2 separate regions of the Zea mays genome follow, and region 2 is linked to region 1. A link is a contact called in public Hi-C data. All regions are on one chromosome and are shown on one strand. The core of a region is the stretch at or near the end of the contact, and the rest is flanking DNA. Distances in the headings are between cores, read along the strand shown.

Region 1 (4,986 bases), core at 966-3,465:
GGCATGACAGCGCGCGCAGCCGGCACAGAGGCGAGGCCCGCGACGCCGAGCGTGGGAGCGTCCAGCATCCATGGCACGGCGAGCTGGCGACAGGCGGCCGTCACGCGAGCGAGCGAGCGCCCCATGTCGGGAGGACTGCACGGACGTACTGCGACGTAGTAGTACGTCGCGCTCCTGTGCTCTCGCACAGCCGCACGGCGTTGCTTTGCTGGGCCAGTGAGTCAATGCCGGGCCTCGCGCACCTCCCGCGCCACCGCTGCCCGTGCTTCGGAGCACGCAAAAGCAAAGGAACGACAACACCGGCCAGCCGGTACTGTACACTATTCCCTGTCCCTGTGCTGCTGCGGCATCAGTGGAGTGGGCGCGACCGCGTGAGCACGCATCGCGCTGGATCCGACGGATTTGACTAGTGCGGGAAGCCGACGACGCGTCTGCGTGTGCGCTCGTCGTTGCGTTGCGTTGCGTCGCGTCGCGTCGCGTCCACCACTCGCAAGTCGCAACGCAAGCTTGCGGCGGCAAGCCCGCGCGCGTTTGACTTGCGGCGTCCGCACGCCTGTGCGCGCGTACGTAGTACTAGGAGTATACGTCAAGTACCCTCTACGGCTGGGTAGCGATGAGATCACCGTCCAGCCAGGTTTAAATTCCTGCCAGTCAGTACTGGCGGGGGGCCCGGGGCCGGGACGGGAAACGAACGCAATTTGAATGCTCAGACAGCTTGGCTTTCCTTGCCCAGTAGCGTCCGCGTCCGCGCTTCTTTTGCCTTTATGTTTTCGGACGCCTTTTTTGCTTGTTTTTTCTCTCTCTCTCTCTCTCTCTCGCATGATATACTAAGAGCATGTTTGGTTTGTGGTTAAATGTGCCACACTTTGCCTAAGGTTAGTCGTTCGAATTGAATAACTAACCTTAGGCAGAAAAGTTAGGCAAATTGTGGCAATTGAGGTAGGCAACCAAAATCTTTGCACCGGTCACGGTCTCGTCTCGGTCATGGTCGTAGCAGATCCACGTGATTAAAGAAAGAGGCTCCCCCCAACCTGGTGCCCACTGCACGTGTGGTGTCTCGCCATGTTTGATTCTTTTCTCTTCTCAAGAGTTGGGGAGGGGAATGCTCTTCCTTCCTGGGCTACCCGTCCGTCCTCCCGGGTTCCGTCAGGCAGGCTTAACGCTGACTGTCAGAACAAGCGCGGCGCAGTAGAGACCACTGAAAGCGAGATACGGGTGAATCCGCAGCAGCCAGGCGTCGTTGTTGTTAGGTTTCAAATCGCTCTGCACTGGGCTGCCTTCGAAAGGCAAAATGACCAACAGACTGAGCACGCCCCGTCCGATGCAAAGCGTAGCGTACCAAACGTGGTGGTCGCGGGCCACGGGGGTGGGGGGGTCACCAGTACCTCTGCGGCTCTGCCAACGCGGTCACGGTGACCGGGGTGATATCAGCCAGTGCACGCACGTGCTGCCCGCGTGCCGACTGCAGAGAGGAAGAGGACTACGCAGTGCGCGCCACGCCCGTCGTAGTACACAGTGCGCACGCTCTTCTGACCTTCTGGTCTTGCACTCTTGCTTCCGTCTCGGCCTCCTTGTTCACCTTCGCCCTTGTTGAAAAATAAAAAGGAAGAACTCAATCGACAAAAAAGGGAAAACGCGGCACCCGTTTCTTCGGAATGGAACCATGGAAGCAGAGGTCACATCAGGGTAAAGAATGCCATCACGCAGAAACAAAGAAATACATGCCGCCATTTTCTGCAAGATTCTACTGCATGTGGTACGCCTACATATATAATATATTGTTATTATTGTGCTCCATCGCTTTTCCTGGTCTTCGCTTCTGGGTTCTGGCATAGACCAATTTCCCGCTTCTGTCCATCCATAGAATCAGCAAAAAAAAAGAGTTTTTTTTGTATTAAAAAAACAAATAATATATGAAGGAAAAGCAATGAAAACCCAATGGAGGTGACAGAGGGTGTGCAGGGAGGCCCATCCACACGCGAAGTGTCAGTGAGTCAGCAAAGCAAGGGACCGGTCCCCACGGCCACATATCCGTCCAATTCTCTCACACTCACTTCCTCTGCCCTCGAACACACAAAAAAGAAAAAGAAAAATGGCGACACAAAATACTCCAATCTAGATATTCTCGCTCTCTCTCGTCTTCTCTCCACACCACCCACTATAGCTTTGGACTTGGATCTCAAATTCTCCCAGTTTCCCACTCCCCCTGGGTCTTCCCCATCCCCCCTCCACTCCCCCCCTGGGTTTTCCCCTTCCTTTACCCCCCATCAGATCTTCCCCCATATCTCTGTCCTGCATCACTCGCCGCCATCCACTCCCGATCCAAACCCGAGAGCTCCCACCTCCGCCGCCCTGTTCGCTCGTCCGCCTTTTCACTCCCCGTAGCTAGCTGCTGTCGCGGAGCAACCCCGCGATTCCAAGAAAAGCAACTTGGTCAAGAAAGAGTGCAAGAAAGGAGGACGGTGCTGACGATGATGGCGATAAGCCACCCCATGATTCGCCCCATCATTCCGTCGCCTCCGGGGCCTGCGCGCTAGCTGCTAGAAGGGCCTCGCCGTCCGTCGTGGTGGTGGTGGTGGTGGTGTGCGCGGGGCGGGAGGGGAGGGGAGGGGAGTCGTCACTGCGCCGCCACAATGCCACAGTACCAGGAGCTGCCCTGCGGCGGGCAGGAGCTCGATATCGACACCGCGCTCAAGGATGGCATCCTCGGGGGCGCGCTGGAGCCCGTGGGTGCGGCGGCGGGGGACGATGGCAAGCAGCCCGTGGAGCTGCGCAGGATGATGGACGAGCTGGACGCGGCGGCCGGGGACGGCGGCGGCGGCGGCGGGGACGAGGCGGTGCCGGCGGTCTTCATCTGCCCGATCTCGCTCGAGCCCATGGTGGATCCGGTGACGCTCTGCACGGGGCAGACGTACGAGCGGGCCAACATCTCGCGGTGGCTAGCCCTGGGCCACCGGACCTGCCCGACCACGATGCAGGAGCTCTGGGACGACGCGCTCACCCCAAACGCCACCCTCCGGCAGCTCATCGCCGCCTGGTTCTCCCGCCGGTACACGAGGTTTAAGAAGCGCTCCGCCGACTTCCACGGCCGCGCCGCCGACCTCGTCGGCAGCCTCCGCGGCACGGCGGTGCCCAGGCGGCAGCCCCTCAAGGGCCAGGCCCGCGTCGCGGCGCTGCGGGAGCTGCGCACCCTCGCCGCCGCCCACCAGTCCGTCACCAAGGCCATCGCCGAGGCCGGCGGCGTGGCCCTGCTCACGTCGCTGCTCGGACCCTTCACGTCCCACGCCGTGGGGGCCGAGGCCGTCGCGATACTCGTCAGCGGGGTGCTGCTTGACGCTGACACCAAGGCCGCGCTCATGCAGCCGGCGAAGGTGTCGCTCGTGGTCGACATGCTCAACGAGGGCGCCGCGGACACCAAGATCAACTGTGTCCGCCTCATCCGCATCCTCATGGTCGAGAGGGGTTTCCGGCCGGAGACGGTGGCGAGCCTCAGCCTCTTGGTCGGCGTCATGCGCCTCATCCGGGACAAGCGGCATCCGGACGGTGTGGCCGCGGGGCTCGAGCTGCTGAATTCGATCTGCGCGGTGCACAGGCCAGCGAGGTGTATGGTTGTTAGCATCGGTGCGGTGCCGCAGCTGGTGGAATTGTTGCCGGAGCTAGCGACGGAGTGTGTCGAGCCGGCTTTGGACATCTTGGATGCCCTGTCTGCGGTTCCAGAGGGGAGGATGGCTCTTAAGGATTGTCCGCGGACGATCCCCAATGCTGTCCGGTTGCTGATGAGAGTTTCAGAGGCATGCACTAGACGCGCGCTGTCGATGCTGTGGACGGTGTGTCGGATGGCTCCGGAAGAATGTGCACCTGCTGCAGTGGAGGCTGGGTTGGCGGCGAAGCTTCTGCTTGTCATCCAAAGTGGTTGTGCGCCGGAGCTGAAGCAGAAGGCGTCGGAGCTGCTCAAGCTGTGCCGCCTCAACTACACCGACACCCTCTTCATCTCCAAGTGCAAACTCACAAGGACAATTCAGTGAGAGATGCAAATGATGCTGGTCTGATCTGATTTGGTTCGATGATGCGTGGTTTGTTGATTGACCTTGCTGAGTTCAGAGTTCCAAGGAAATGGAGTTGGCAAATTGACGAATGGTAATGTGCATGTATAGATAAACTTGCAGTTTTAGCTCTAGCATCTTATCTGAAGAGATTTGGGTGGTTGAGCAGATGGCAAGACTGGTGGTTACCACAACAATTTCCGGGGAGACAAGAAGCGATGCAGCCTAATGACTGGCAAGTTAGATGGCAAGCAGGCGGGTGTACATGCAAATTGTTGAGAATTTGATCAGCTCAATAAGCACATGAGGCTGGGTGGTAAGTACAGCCAGTTTTGCCATTAGGAGTAGCTAGCATTAAGCAAAACCAGCAAACTTAGATTTTTGGCAATGTGGGTATCTCAGAGCTGTAGATGTCGTTCCCTTCCTTGTAATTACACAGTACTGTTGCTTCTACACTGGAATATACATTGCCATTGCTCCGGGAAAAAAAATTGAATTGTCATCTTGATCGAGTACTGCCTAGTCAAATTGTGGAAGTGTGTGCTCTTTCATCTCCAACAATTATGTAAATTTAGCAACCCTAAATTATAGATTTAGAAGCTGCTAAAGCATTTTAATAAGTAAAAAAAATATTTATGCTCCAACAGTTCTCTATCTATTGGTTACTAATTTTTAAAATTTGTCAGTAAAAAATGATTTGCTTTCTATTTTTAAATGAACTGGCGGTAGATATCAGGATCAACAACATTCTTTAACATTTTGGGAGGTTAGAGTTGTCGATGAAAGATCATGCGGTCGCGGCGACGCGTGACACGTGAAGGCAACATATGAGGTGCTCTGACGACACCTCGACACACAAGGGGTTGTCTATTGTTGACGGTGTCAAGATGTTTAGATCCTGAAAATAGGTTTGTGGTCAACGGGGCGGTGCGATGTTTCGAAA
Region 2 (4,677 bases), core at 262-2,761, 270 kb before region 1:
ACTCTTTAGTTTAGGATTGTCGGCCCAACTAGCTACAGATATATTGGTCACTAGTTATTGCTCAGTCATTGCTCACCGAAGGATATCGAAATACTATAGGATATATATTTACATAATTACTTCCAACTTTTGAGAATATCGCTACATAACCTTTCATTATTTTGTTTTCCCTTTCATAAAAGCTCGAAAAGTGGGAATAATTTTAACGAAGCATTTGTTCTAGTAACGAAATAGAATCTTTTTGAATTCGATGTAACAGGCTGAAGAACGCTACATCTTTATTCAGTAGCTATATAATCACAAGAAGCAAAGGCAGCACACAGGCTCTCGATCACAAGATAACAATACACGCTCCCTCCAGAGAGAAATTGCTAAAGCGCAAGACCACACGGGACATCTGTGACGGCGCTGCGTCATGGGTTAAACACTGGTCGCAATCGCCACTACTAGGCATCGGGCTTCATCTCCCGCTTGATGGCCGCCACCAGCTGGCTGTAGGCCTCGGCCCAGGCTTTCTTCATCTCGAGGCTCCACATGTCAGCGGGGAGCGCCTCCTTGATCGTCTCAAGCAGCGCGAACCCCGTCACCTGTATGTATTCAAGCGCGTGTTTCAATCTCAATGCTTTCGTTCTTGCTGCCTTTCCAAGCCAGAGTCAGGAATAGAGGTGAATTGACATGTTGGGCGGGCGGTTTTGACTTGCCTCGAAGTGTCCATCTGCGACGCCGTACCTCAAGTGCGTGGCGCCCAGCCTCTTGAGCGTGGTCTCCCTCACGGTGACCTTCCCGGCCTTGCGAAGCTGCGCCGCCGCCTCGCAGGTCTGCAGCAGCATTGACAATGACAGCGAGAGACACACAGTCCTGTCAGTCAGTCCTTTTTGCCGCTCGATCATCACATCTCGATCGATCGATCGATGCTAGCTAGCGTGGGAGCTAGCATGAGAACGTACGTACCATGACGAAGACGGACATGGCGTGCGTCTTGAGCTTGGGGTTCTTCTCCAGCGGCACGTCGGAGTCGCGCAGGAACGAGAACATCTGCTTCGCCGACGGCGCGATCTCGAAGACCCTGCGGCAGGAGCGGACGGCGGGCGGCGCCCCCGTTAGACAAGGAGCAGCTAGCTAGGTGCGAATTGCGATGGCCGCCGGTGCAACCCAAACGCAGGCACCAGCACCAGCACCAGCACCAGCACCAGCCAGCGGCACGGAAACGTACGTACTTGAGAAAGAAGCGGAGGCCCAGGTTGGCGGCGTCCTTCTTCATGACGGCCCACGACTTGAGCACCAGCGCCTCCTGCTCCTCGCCGAAGACCACCGCGCCGTCGTCGGCCTCCGCGAGTGCCATGCCTGCTGTCTGCTGATCGGGCTTGTCGTGCTGGCTACTCTGCTGAGGAGCTGTGTCGGTTCCCCGAGCACTGGACACTGGTGGGATTGGGATTGGGATTGGAAATGGATGGATGGATGGATGCACGCACGTTCCGCTGCTCTTTTTTACAGTGGGAGGTTGGGTGTGATACGAACTGATGATGTTGGGGCACAAGTTTTAAGTTTATATAGGTGGGTCAGACCGGGCGAGGGCGTCCCTTGGGGCACCTGATGAGCCAAGACGCATGGACCCGTTACCAGCGCGCGGGCTGTGGACATGTTGCGTTGCTCCTCGGTTACTACCGATACGCATATACTCCTTCCTAGCTCGGAATCGGCCAATGGGGCTAGGGTGCAACTGTCCTGTCCACGGCCAAAACCGTGTGCCGCGGCGACAAAGCGAGGGCGGGTTAGGGACTTGGGGAGCTGGGGAGCGCAGCAGCGGGGGCAAATTTATTGTAGGTCTGGGTTCTGGTTAGTCGTTCGAATTAAATAATTTATATATAAAATTTAGACAATATGTGATAAATTAAGCAGCGAACTAAACATGTTTTTAGAGTTTTGTTGCTGATAAATGCTATAATTTTTTTTAAAAAAAATACACAATTAAAGTTTAAGGAATTTTTTTAGTACGTAGCAAATCTGATCCTACGGACCTAACAATATTCTCGGCTACCACTGGAGCGCAGACGGCAACCGCAGAGGCAGCAGCGCTCTCGCACCAGCGTCAGTCAATAACGTGGGCGGCTCGCGCGGAAAGCAAAAACAGCGGCCGGTTTTAGCGAGGAAATCAAAGTCAAAACGCTCGCTCGTCGTCCCCTTTCTTCTCCGCCAAGAAGCAGGAGTCGACGGGTCGTGCTCGTTTCCGAACATCGACGGGACGTTCCGACAACGCCTGGCAAAGTGTCCGGGCCTTTTTTTTCCTGCTCCTGGGCCAGTTTCCAGCTGGTCAGGTCTGGACGGTATCTTGTACAGCGGAAACGTGGAAACCAGGCCCTGGAATTTAATGGAACGTGGAAACGTTCCTGATTCCTCCAACGGAAACGAGTTGCAGCTTGTTCGCTGCGGCTTGCTGCGGCTGCAATCCGGCTGCGGCTTCTACAGTATTTTTCTCTCTATGGATTGCAGCTGCAGCAGTCCAAACAGCTGCAACAGTGTCGGCTTGTAGCCAGTCGAACACGCCCCTGGTTTGTGCGAACTGCTATGTAAGGTAGTATTTAGTTGAGGAGTCAAGTAGAACGGAGTCGTTCCATTCCTGATTCTATGAAACGGAGCCACTCTGTTCTGTGTTTGGTAATCTGGAACGGAGCGACTCTGTTTTTTGTTTGGTTGCAGAGTGAACGGAACGGAGCGTGACTGTGAGAGCGAGATGGGAACGGAGCGGCTCCGTCCGGTTGATTTTTTGGAGCGGAATGGTTCCGGATCTGAGGAAAATATTCCCTAATTGGAGTCATTCTGTTCTAGTTACTTTGTAACCAAACAGCAACAAAACTGAAACAGAACGGTTCCATTCTACTTGACTCTTCAACCAAACACTACCTAAGATACTTGGTTGGAACCCTAGACCTAGAGCTAGCTAGATTAAGCCAGCTAATAAATTAATTGTTAGTTATAAAATAGCTAACAATTAGCTACGGTATTAACTGATGATGTTTGGAACCTAACAACTATTGTTTAATAGCTAACTATTAATTTTAGAGCTAACTATTAATTTTAGAGGTTCTCTAAAGCTTCTTTCGGATTTATTGCGTTCCAAGTGGCAAGTAAGGCATGTTTACGGGCAAGAGGAATAGAAAGGATTAGAGAGATTAAAATCCTCTCTTTATTTAAAATTAAATATCAAAATGATTTTAGCCTTTTTAATTCTCTTCATTCCTCTAGCTCCTAAACAGCTCCTAAACAAGTCCTAAGGTAAGAATTCATGTGGCACTATTCACACTTGAAGGCTAATTTGGATACACTTATTTTTCATGGGATTGAGGGCAAGTTAGGATACACTCATATTCATTTCAATCCCATCCAATCAGAATGATCCAAACTAGCTACAGCAGAGCGCACACTATTCAGATCATCTTCCTGTCCATCTCCCTCTGTACATACAGACCCTGATACCCCCGCACCGCACCTCGGGCTCGGCTCGGCACGGCCACGGACCCACGGCGATCTGCTGACGGATCACCGATCAGCACGCAGCGGCGCACCGATCGGGGGGCCGCATTTCTTAAGTTGCTGCCGCCCGCACGCGGGCGACCCGCCGACCAGCTCCTTGGCCAGCAGGTACCGGAACGCCAGGTTGTGGGGCTTCCACTCCACGCCGCCGCGCGCCCGCCCGGCCGGCGGGCTCCGGCGCACGGCGTCCCGGAGGCCGTCGGGCAGGTGGCACGCGACCGCGGCCACCACCTCCTGCGCACCCAGCCCGGCGTCCCTCGCGTACAGCTCCAGGGCCCTGGGGAGGATGATCTTGCGCTGCCCCCGCCCGCGCACGCCGACGGCGACGTTGGCGCGGATGTGCTCCTCCTTCGCCGCCTCCAGCTGCTGGAACAGGCTCTTGGGGCTGTAGAGCCGCACCTGGAAGGGTACAGTTGGATTGAAGGAGATGAATGCATCGGAGTTTTCGTGCCGTACGTGATGTATGTGCGCGTCTCGTTGGAATTTGGTGGGTACCGGCCGTACTACTGGGTGTGCGTTTGATGAAGCCTGCCTACGTGCTACCTACCACTGGATCCGAGTAGCTACCGGAGGACAGTGCGAAGTGCACCAGAGGCTCGGGCCGATCCACGGCGAAGCCTTGCAGCTCCTCGTCCCTGTCCCTGCCGGACTTCCATTTCGGGTGGAGCAGCAGCCGAAGCCACTGTATGGTTCATTCAGAAGAAATCACAGCATGAATCGACTGACCGGGTGTTAGGATAAACATCATACAGGAGGGAGAGGGAGGCAGAAGGCGGAAGGAACAGACCTGTCCAGAAGAGTGTGCTCGGCAGCACAGGATCTGGTACTCTATCAGCTCCGCGTTTACTCTCTGGCCACTAACGATGTAGGATACCTGCGGCCCCAAAACATGTCGTCAGACTCAATAAGCTCAAGCCAGCTTGAGATTTATATATAATTCGACGAGGTCTTTCCACCTTGGTAAGCAGTATCCTTTTGCTGTTGCTCTGTGGGATCCCGTACTCTATATGGGCCTGAAAAAAAGAAGAGGAAGAAGAAATGTTCAGAGCGAACTCCATCTCGGCCTCAATGTTCACCTCAGGGCAAGAAAACAGTTTTACATGCATCATCATCGCGTTATGCACGTTGATCCAGAAAGCAAGCTTC

What was found. Hi-C and Micro-C count contacts between places; a contact is called where the count stands out from the background.
Region 2: a Hi-C map of tassel shows a contact between it and region 1, with 4 times the contacts expected there. The contact joins the promoter of LOC541815 here to the promoter of LOC100383857 in region 1. A contact is called at or near these places in 5 of 25 Hi-C or Micro-C datasets (bundle sheath, ear, endosperm and 2 more).

Annotation. Positions count from the first base shown.
Region 1 is chr9:151,278,520-151,283,505 of Zm-B73-REFERENCE-NAM-5.0, reverse strand. It overlaps LOC100383857 (U-box domain-containing protein 31), which reads left to right and starts at 2,215. Exons shown (of 1, transcript NM_001176487.1): 1 at 2,215-4,526. The coding sequence starts at 2,634. The coding sequence ends at 4,025.
Region 2 is chr9:151,551,936-151,556,612 of Zm-B73-REFERENCE-NAM-5.0, reverse strand. It overlaps LOC541815 (non-symbiotic hemoglobin), which reads right to left and starts at 1,511. Exons shown (of 4, transcript NM_001111496.2): 1 at 1,218-1,511; 2 at 952-1,066; 3 at 702-818; 4 at 262-587. The coding sequence starts at 1,342. The coding sequence ends at 447. It overlaps LOC100383877 (Electron transporter), which reads right to left. Exons shown (of 11, transcript NM_001346589.1): 7 at 4,632-4,677; 8 at 4,488-4,544; 9 at 4,319-4,405; 10 at 4,079-4,213; 11 at 3,449-3,930. The coding sequence ends at 3,538.